3 separate regions of the Sus scrofa genome follow, and regions 1 and 3 are each linked to region 2. Evidence: chromatin contacts called from public HiChIP or PLAC-seq data. All regions are on one chromosome and are shown on one strand. Each heading gives the region's core, a stretch centred on a gene start, on an enhancer-like site or on the middle of the called end of the contact. The rest is flanking DNA. Distances are from core to core; before and after follow the strand shown. Region 1 holds the start of RNF214 (RING finger protein 214). Region 2 holds the start of BUD13 (BUD13 homolog). Region 3 holds the start of SIDT2 (SID1 transmembrane family member 2).

Region 1 (3,104 bases), core at 78-2,577, 430 kb before region 2:
CAAACGGTGCACATACTTACCTTGTCTCGTATCATTTACAATGGATGTAATTTTTGGCCTAATATCAATAATATCTTATGTTTTAGAATCATTTTACGGCTGTTACATTAAAAGCATCCTCCATTATTTGGAGTAAAGTTTTCTGGAGGTGTTCATGTGGGAGAGAAAAAGCAGTATTTTACCGGGCAATCTTAGTATCTCTCACTTAGACTCTGTGTTGCTGGCAGATGGGAGAAGTTTGACAACCACTGACTGAGAAAAGTACAGACTCTTCAGAGTTACTACCGAGGTGCAGAAGAGTATGAGAATCTTGGTTACTCCAGTACGAAAATGAAAAAAAGAGTAATCCAAGCAAGGGAACTGAGACAGATGCCTTTCTTAGATCAAAAGGTCATCCTTTATGTTGCAGACAAATCACCGCCCTCTACGGTGAAGGGAGAGGAAGAGGGATGTAACACGGGGTTAAATTCTTGTTTTTAATAGCTTCATTTGTACATTCCTAACCCTCGAAAAGCGAGCGCACAGGGTAGACATGGAGGCTGGACTGTGCTAACACTTCAGTCCCAGGCCAGAGACCCCCTGTGCCTCAGTTTCCCCAACATACAAGTCTCCCAGAAGAAAACGGGCCCTAGATCGCCCCTACCGCTAGCTCAGGTGCAAATGCCCTGGCCCATCAGAGCCCGGGCCAGGGTCCTTGGCTCCCGGTAGTCAAAACCAGAGGGCACGGGTCCTCCAAGCAACTCCGCAGCTCAGAGCCCAGAGGAGAGGGGACCAGGGCCATCTGGCAGAGGCTGCGGCGAGGGGCGTAAAGTCGAAAGTGCCAAGGAAAACCCGGTACCACAAGCCGGCGGCGACCACCAGCTAGACGGCGACGCCAGTTGCGACTGGTCCTCAGGAGATCCGGGGACTGACGCGAAGGGGACAATGGGGGGAAGCCGCGCCGGGTGGTCCCGGCGGCAGTCCACAGGGGGCTGGCCCAGTGGGCTGCTTCCTCCTGCCAGAGCCCCTCCAAACCTTGCCCCCCGCCCCCCTGCGCCGCCTGGCTGCCAGCCCCCGTCCCACTTCTAGGCCAGGACCCCAGCCCCCGTCCCCGCAGCTCCCTCCACGCCCCCCGGCCCGATCCCCCGCCCCTTGCGCCACTGCCCCCGGCCCTCGCACCCGCCCCGCACACACCTCCCGCGCCGCGCCTCCGGGAGGGAAGGGGGGAGGGACGGGACGCACCTGAGCGGGCGGAGCGGGGGGAGGGGGCGGCCGAGCTTGGGGGGAGGGGTCGAGCGCCGGCCCGCGCGCGACACCTCCCACTTCCGGCGGCACGAGCGGCGGGGGCGAGGCTCGGCCAGGAGAGGAGAGGCCGCGGTGGCACCGCGCCGCCCCCGACGGCGCCCTCTGGCGGCGGGAGCCGGCACCGTGAGGGGACGCGGACACTGCGGAAGCCCTTAAGATACTAGTGGACTCTCCCGGGGCGCAGGGACGAAAGGAGATGTGACCTCCGGAAGAAAGGAGACGTGGTGAAGGGAGGGCCGCCTTTAGGAGGATTACAGAGAGAGGGGATCATGGCGATCAGAGAGAGAGGTGTTTTTGGAGGTTACAGCAGAGATGCCTTTTCTCTGGCCAAGAAGGAGAGGACCGTCTGTCTGGAGAGGGTCTCTCTTGGAGATGCCCGAAGTTGGGGCGGTGGGCCCTGAGAGGAGCGCCCACCACACCCGCACGCTGCTCTTTCAGTAGAGGATGCCCGAAGGAACCGGCCCCCTAGCGCCGGCTGCTCCCGGCGGGTCGGCCCGGCCCGAGGACCCGCTGCTGATTGGCTGAGCTGCCGGGCGGAAGTGATGCTACTGTCACTGGCTCCTCAGGTTCCCGGGAAGCCGCGAGTTTCCGCAGGGAGGCGGCGGCAGCAGCTGCGGCCGGGCCGGTGAGTTGGGAACTCGGTGGGGGCGAGGCATTGGAAGTCCGAGTGGCCTGGAACTGGGGGCGGCCGGTGTCCGAGGGTGAAAGAGCTGCACAAAGGGCGCCTTCAGTCCCGGCGTGGGGGAGCCCAGGAAGACTGGGCCACGGGGTCTTGGATTCCAGGATAGTATGGGTTCTCTGAGGAGAGGGCCACATTGCACGGGGCAATCAAGGCTAGGGAGGAGGAAGCCAATGAAACTGAACCCGGTACCGGCAGCTTGGTTTCTAGGAACAGGTTGCGAGGAGGACAGGGTCTTGGGAGCCAAGTCTTGAACTTGGGGCTGCCTGTATCTTCCTCTTCTCTTAGCACCTAAGAGCTGCAAAGACACGCCTAGCAGTTGGGTGAAGTTGAGATCTGCTTTCAGATTAAGGTTCCATTCCCAGAAGCCTAGGATGGGAGGGTCAGGAGTAAAGCACTGCTCCGCCAGAGGGAGTGGAGGCCATGGTGGTCAGGTTTCTCCTCTCTTTGGGAAATCTGTGAGCTCCACTGAGACTGTAAGAGCCTGCCTAGTTGGATCACTATCAAGGCTAGCCAGATTTTGTTTTGCTTAGTAAGGTATGCAGACTGGGAAAGAGAGCTGACTATCTTGGACAGTCAAGGCTGCTGGAGGGTGGAGAACCTAAAAGGAAAAGAGAGGAGATATGCAGCTTTTTGGAGGGAAATGTTAGGTGGCAGAAGTTCCCGTCTCCCTTTCCAAAGAGACTTCGGTAAAATGCCCATGTTTCTGTAATGTTTTGAGACTGATCCAATCGGATATGTGTGTAAGCACTAAGCCCTGCCTCTCCCCATAGAGATCAGATGCTTCTAAAGGAGCCCAGTCACCCATAGGTACATACATGTTCTACCACCATTCACCTGTCCTTGTCCCCACAGTTGCCCACCAGTTCTAATTTGGCCCATCTATCAACCACAGGTGGCAGTCCCCCATTCCAGGGTTGAGCCCTCACTCCTAAGCCACCTTGCTGAGCTAGTGGCTAAGGGTAGCCCTTTAGTGCTGCTTGCCAGTCACCCCTGCTCCCCAGGGTTCCCACTTGCCTCTCTTCAGTTCTGTGTGCATTCTTGGGTTTTGTCTAATTCCCCTGCCACCTGCCTACCCCGTCTTCCCCCCGCGTCCTTCCTGACTGCAGAAATCAGGAAGTTAGCTACCACCTGGACATCT
Region 2 (2,837 bases), core at 303-2,802:
TTCATGGAGCTTTAAGTATAGTGGGGAAAATTGGCAAGCAGTAGGTGGGGGTTGACAGGAAACTAACAAATGGAACATTGTCAGATTAATAATGGAGGAATGTCAAGCAGGGAAGGGGTCTGGGTGGTGTCAGGGAAGGCGGGGGCATTGAACTGCAGGGAAAGGGTAAAACTTAGACTGCCACTGGTCATGAATTCCTTTGGTCCTGCTTAACTGCCCTGTGAGGAAGTGTTAAGACTAGAGCTTGGGTCTTGTCAGGCTAAGGGTAGGTATTGAGTGGAATGGGTAGAGGTAGAACTGATGACAGAAGAGGGCAGGAGGGCATGGGGTTGAGAGAACTATAGGAGTAATATTCACTGGAGTGGCAGTGGGAGACTCCCCATGTCTGCTGACACCAGCTTGAGGTACATTAAAGCAGACTAGAAGCCAAGGCAAGGTTGTGGGTGGGGGACCTATGGTCCCCTGCAGCTATTGATTCCCCTGTCAGTCCAGTGCCCCCTTCTCACAAGCCCTCAAGAGACCCAGCCTGCTTTTCTTCCTGGGCCGGTGCTGTGACCAGTCAGTATGGCCCAGAGGTTAAAATTTCTTGCTTCAGGGCGGTGATCTCCAAACCTGTTTTGTTACATATAAGTATTTTCTGAACATGTATCCCAAGATACATGTATTTAGTGATAAAGTATGACAATGCCTTCTTGAGTAATGCCTTGAAACAGTTACAGTGATTTAACATATATAATGAGATACATAGAATGTAAGATATAATTTTTTTCCAGAAATTTTGTATTACCTCTTGTACCCCACCTTTTTGGCCTCTGCTCCCAAGGGTCATATATTCTGGCTGTGTGAAGTTGGGCAACTTAACTTCTCCAAGTTTCAGTTTTCTCATCTGTAAGGATAATAAAACTATCTGAGAAACATGAGGGTTAAATGAGATAATTCAAGTAAAGCTCTTAATGCTTACAAGAAAAAGTCTTCTCCCCAAACTTGAGTATTAGAATTCAGTCTTTCTAGCTTCTTTCACGATACTGAAAATAGATCCAAGTCCTTTGCACTGGAGATTTTCCACACAAGAGATAGCTAGGGGCAACCAGTAATACCGAATGTGGATAAGTTACACAGGTTAGAAACCTCCATATTTTTCAGAACAATTATACTGGGTTTGGAATTCCTGACTTCCTCTCTTGAGTGGTTCTTGAAGGCCTATTAAAGCAGATTCCTCTCCATCTAAACATGCTAATAAAAATAACTAACATACTGTGTACCAGATGCTGTTCAAAGCACTTTACACGGTAATATTCTCTCAAGTCATTGCAACCATTGATTTAGGTGTGATTTTTATCCCCATTTTGTTAAATAATTTGCCCAAGGTCGTACAGCTAGGAAGTTATGAAACCAGAACTCAAACTTAGATGCGCTGCAACTCTGAAGTAGATCTCTGGAGTCGCAGTTGTAGCCTTGTTGCTGCAATAAGGCTTGAATGAGCAGATAGATGGACAACAGGAAAAACACGGTTGCGCATCGGGGGGCGGGGGGATGTAGACTGGGCACCGGAGATATGCTCATTCCTCATTAGCCCTTAAACGCTCTCTTTCATCTATCAGCTTGGACTGCTCCAAATACTCGGCCACTTCCGGGCCCGGTTGCGCCTCCTAGGGTCCTCGCCGTTCGTTTCGCGTTCAAGAATTTTGTCCCTAGCGCCCGTCCGTCTCCCCGCCCTCGCCGCTGCCATGGCGGCAGCTCCGCCGCTCTCCAAGGCCGAGTATCTGAAGCGTTACTTGTCCGGGGCAGATGCCGGTGTCGACGGGGGCCCTGAATCCGGCCGCAAGCGTCGCAAAAAGCGGCCGAAGACTGGCGGGGCTGGCGGCAAGGGGTGAGTTGGGTCTGGCGGCTTGGGTCCGCGGGGCTGCCCCCCCCCTCCCGCCTTCCCAGCTCCGCCCTCGGCCCGGCTCTTCCTCGACGGGTCGCGGGCTGCCCGGCTTTGACTGCTCGCCCGACCCTGCCTCAGCCCAGAGTCGGCCGGGGCCGCTTCTCGCGCGCTTCGGCAGTAACTTGGGTGTATTCAGGCCAGGCTGTAACTTTCATTACTCTCTTCCCGCTTTTATAGCAGTCCGTCTTCTCTCGCAGAGAATGAATATTATACCCTGAAAGTATTGGTGGAGCGAATTCAAAGGCTCTGGGCTTGGGTATTTAGGGCCCAGAACCTGTCTGGGGCGGGGGGGGGGGGGGCGCTTCTCCAATCCTAAGGACTCCCGTCCTGAGTTGGAAACCTGGTGCTCATTTCCTGTTATTCTTACTACTACCACTACTACTACCACCACCAAGTAACATTTGTACAGTTCTTGTCATGTGCCAGGCACCGTTCTGAGTCCTTTAGATATACATGAATTTATTTAAGCTTCATAACGCTACCATGAAGTAGATGTTGTTGTTAACCCCATTTGTCAAACAAGGAAAATTACGTGGCCCAGCGTGCTGGGTTGAATAGTGCCTCTTCTCTCCAATTTATGACCACCCAGGACCTCAGAGTATGACATTAGAAATAGGGTCTGGTGTTCCTGTCAGTGGCTCAGCGGTAACGAACTGGCTAAGATCCATGAAATTGTGGGTTCGATCCCTGGCCCCGCTCAGTGGGTTAAGGATCCAGCGTTGCCATGAGCGGTGGTGTAGGTCGCAGACGCTGCTCGGATCCTGCCTGGCTGTGGCATTGGCGGGCTACAGCTCCCATTCGACCCCTAGCCTGGGAACCTCCATATGCTGTAGGTGCGGCCCTAAAAAGACAAAAAGAAGAAAAAAAAAAAAGAAGAAATAGGGTCTTTGTAGATGTAATTAGTTAAGAT
Region 3 (3,003 bases), core at 327-2,826, 380 kb before region 2:
AGGACTCTAAACCAGATGAGATCAAACTTCAGAAAACCCAATCCCTCCTTATTCTGGAAAAAATAAAATTGGATTCATATTCTGAACTCCACTAATTCTTAGTAAATCCAGTCCTGGTTAAAAGATGAGCAAGAGGACATGAGCCAGGCTGCAAGAGTCCAAATCTCAGCCCTGCATGGGTCTAGGCTTCCCAGACCCTGCTATGCCCGCGTTCAACTCATTCAACTCACAGCTGGGGAAGAATCGAAAGAGAGGTCAGAATGAAGAAGATTCTCCCCGGAAGACAAACTCCTCTCCCACCAGACCTGAAGGTGGCTGTATCTCCACCACCTTCAACTTACAAGGCCCAGCTGGCAGGAAGAGGGCTGGGCGGGTCCCAGCAGTAACAGCAGCTTAGGAAGTCCTGCTTTCACCTCCCTGGGGTGTCTCAGCTATAATACCACCCCACCACACACACCCCCACTGGGCAGAGCCTTTCAGTTTGGGCCTGTTTCATCCTGTGGTGTTTACTGGGCCAAGCTTACTAGCAAGCCTGCTCCTGCTTGCTCCCAGACCTCACAGAACCACTGGCTTCTGGATGAGGGGTAGGGAGCAGGCCAGTCCTGCTCAGGCTACAGCTGGTGGAACGGAAGGGATCAAAAAGAAGATGGGAATGAGGCAACTTCAAAAACTGTCCAGCAGGAGCTTTAGGAAAGGAAAAAGGACTGGCAAGAGGGTCCGGTGTGGTTTTGGGACTGGCAGAGTCTCCTTGCCCCGGTCTCCTCACCCACTCACCACCAGCCCCCAGCCCAGCCCCTTCCCTCACCCGGTTGCGGGTCACTGTATGGTTGAAGGTGTAGATGTTGACCAGCTCGCTGTTGACCTCATCCACGTAGGTGCGCTCAAACTCGGCGTCTTTCTGCGAGACGTTCTTAGGCCCCAGAACCCCCAGATGGCTCTCGACCGAGGCCACCAAGAGTGCCAAGAAGGCCAAGCCCGGAGCGAACATGGCCCCGGCAGGGCGGCAGTGGCGGCGGCGGCGACAGGCGACAGGACACCTCCAGGGCAGGTTGCGGCTCTGGCCGCAGCTTCCAGCATCTCACCAGGACCAGAACTTTAACCCCGGCCTGAGATTAGGAATCGTCCCCTCCCAGGAGCCATAGACACACTCTCAGTAGCCCGAGAGGGGAGGGGGCGGCTAGAAGGGGAGGGGAGAGCTTGGGGTACGGGCCACAGGAAGGGGTCCCAGCTCGCCAGGGACAGAGCACTGTCCGGAGACCCGGCGGACGCCCGCCAGGGCCCTGAGAGCGAGGAGGCGGCTGGTTGCTGGGAGCCTGGAGACGCCGGGAAAGGGGGGCGAGGGAGGGAGGAAGGGAGGGAGGGGAACCCGGCGGCGGGGGCGGCCGCGTTGGGAGGAGAGTCAGAGGGTGAGAGGCGTGACAGAGGTAGAGACCCGACGCCGCGCGGCTCGGCGAGTTTTGGGGGCGCCGGCCCTTTAAGGGCGGGCGGACGCGGCTGCTTCGGCGCTCGGATCTCCGGGGAGTGAGCAGCGCCGCGGGGCGGTAAACAGCTGGGTGGCTGGCCCGCCCGCTGACGTAAAGGGAAACTGACACGGATTTAAAGGGCCAGGCCCGCGCTTGGGCCTTAAAGGGGCCGCCTCCTTCGGGCTGGAGGCCTGCCTCTCCAACTCCTATCCAATTAACGCCTCCTTTTTCATTATCCTGCCCGTCTCTGGAAGCTCACTTTGGATTAGACGGACGTTGCCATGAAGGCTCTCCAAGTGTTGGATTCTCATTGACAAATTCTTTTCTATCCTCAGACGTAGGGATCTCCTCCACCCCACCTCTGCTTTTGTCACTAACATCCTTCACCCCTGGGCCGGTTTTTTTGCCTGGTATCTTAAGAAACGAAGAACTTCAAACAACTAGGAAACTGCCGGAGAAGGGGAAGCTGAGACAGAACTGCTGATGGAATCCCTGCGCACTCTGGCCTCCCACTGCAGCGGCTACAGGGCTTCATGGATTGCGGAGCTTCAATCTTGCTGGGCTGATTTTCCTCGTCTCTGTTGAGGCAGATACAGAGCTTATTGAAAGGTAGTGACTTTCAGTGTAAATTGGTGAAACCTTTTATACAAAATATTTTGGCACCATGTCTTCAGTGGTAAGGAACCCGACTAGTTCGATCCGGTCGATGCATGTTGGATCCCTGGCCTCACTCAGTAGTGTAGGTCGAAGATGCAGCTCTGATCTGGCAGTGCTGTGGCTAGGCCTCAGCTGCAGCTCCAGTTCAACCTCTATCCTGGAACTTACATATGCCGCAGGTACGGCCCTAAAAAGCAAAAAAAAAAAAAAAAAAAAAAAAAAAAAAAAAGGAAAGAAGGAAGGAAGAAAGAATGGATAGGAAAGAAGGAAAGGAAGGAAGAAAGGAAGGAAGGAAGGGAGAGAAATGAATACACAATCTGCATAGCCCAGGCAACTATGTCCAATCGCTTGTGAGGGAATATGATGAAAGATAATATGAGAGAGTGTGTATAGACGTATGGCTGGGTCACTTTGCTGTACAGCAGAAATTGACATAACAATATAAATCAACTATAATAATAATAAAAAAAGAAACACTGCTATCCTGAGCCTGATGTGATTTGACTGGTCTACCCTGTGCCAGTATCTCTGATGCTGTAAACACCACAAGTTGAGGACCAGAGCGTCTCTGCCATAGCCTGGCTGTATTGAATAAGCCCAGGCCGCTCATGGTGGTGGGTAGAAGCCTTACACCTGTGCCTCAGGCTTTGGTGCAAAATGTGCCCCTAGGTTTGTTTAAAGTGCACATCCAGGAGTTTCCATTGTGGCTCAGTGCTTAACGAATGTGACTAGGAACCATGAGGTTGCAGGTTCGATCCCTGGCCTTGCTCAGTGGGTTAAGGGTTCGGCGTTGCTGTGAACTGTGGTGTAGGTCACAGACGTGGCTTGGATCCCACGTTGCTGTGGCTCTGGCCTAGGTCAGTGGCTATAGCTCCAATTAGAC

The links. HiChIP or PLAC-seq counts read pairs in DNA pulled down with a chosen protein or histone mark.
Region 1: an H3K27ac HiChIP or PLAC-seq map of alveolar macrophages shows a contact between it and region 2. The contact joins the promoter of RNF214 here to the promoter of BUD13 in region 2. A contact is called at or near these places in 1 of 47 Hi-C or Micro-C datasets (heart right ventricle) and 1 of 2 datasets of contacts at active chromatin or transcription factors (alveolar macrophages).
Region 3: a contact with region 2 is called in an H3K27ac HiChIP or PLAC-seq map of alveolar macrophages. The contact joins the promoter of SIDT2 here to the promoter of BUD13 in region 2. A contact is called at or near these places in 1 of 5 promoter capture datasets (liver) and 2 of 2 datasets of contacts at active chromatin or transcription factors (alveolar macrophages and skeletal muscle).

What each region holds. Positions count from the first base shown.
Region 1 is chr9:44,595,203-44,598,306 of Sscrofa11.1, reverse strand. It overlaps RNF214 (RING finger protein 214), which reads right to left and starts at 1,327. Exons shown (of 16, transcript XM_021062882.1): 1 at 1,222-1,327. PCSK7 (proprotein convertase subtilisin/kexin type 7) reads left to right here and starts at 1,758. Exons shown (of 17, transcript XM_021062880.1): 1 at 1,758-1,909.
Region 2 is chr9:44,164,125-44,166,961 of Sscrofa11.1, reverse strand. BUD13 (BUD13 homolog) reads left to right here and starts at 1,552. Exons shown (of 10, transcript XM_021062876.1): 1 at 1,552-1,870. The coding sequence starts at 1,728.
Region 3 is chr9:44,542,221-44,545,223 of Sscrofa11.1, reverse strand. SIDT2 (SID1 transmembrane family member 2) reads right to left here and starts at 1,576. Exons shown (of 26, transcript XM_003129880.3): 1 at 806-1,576. The coding sequence starts at 988.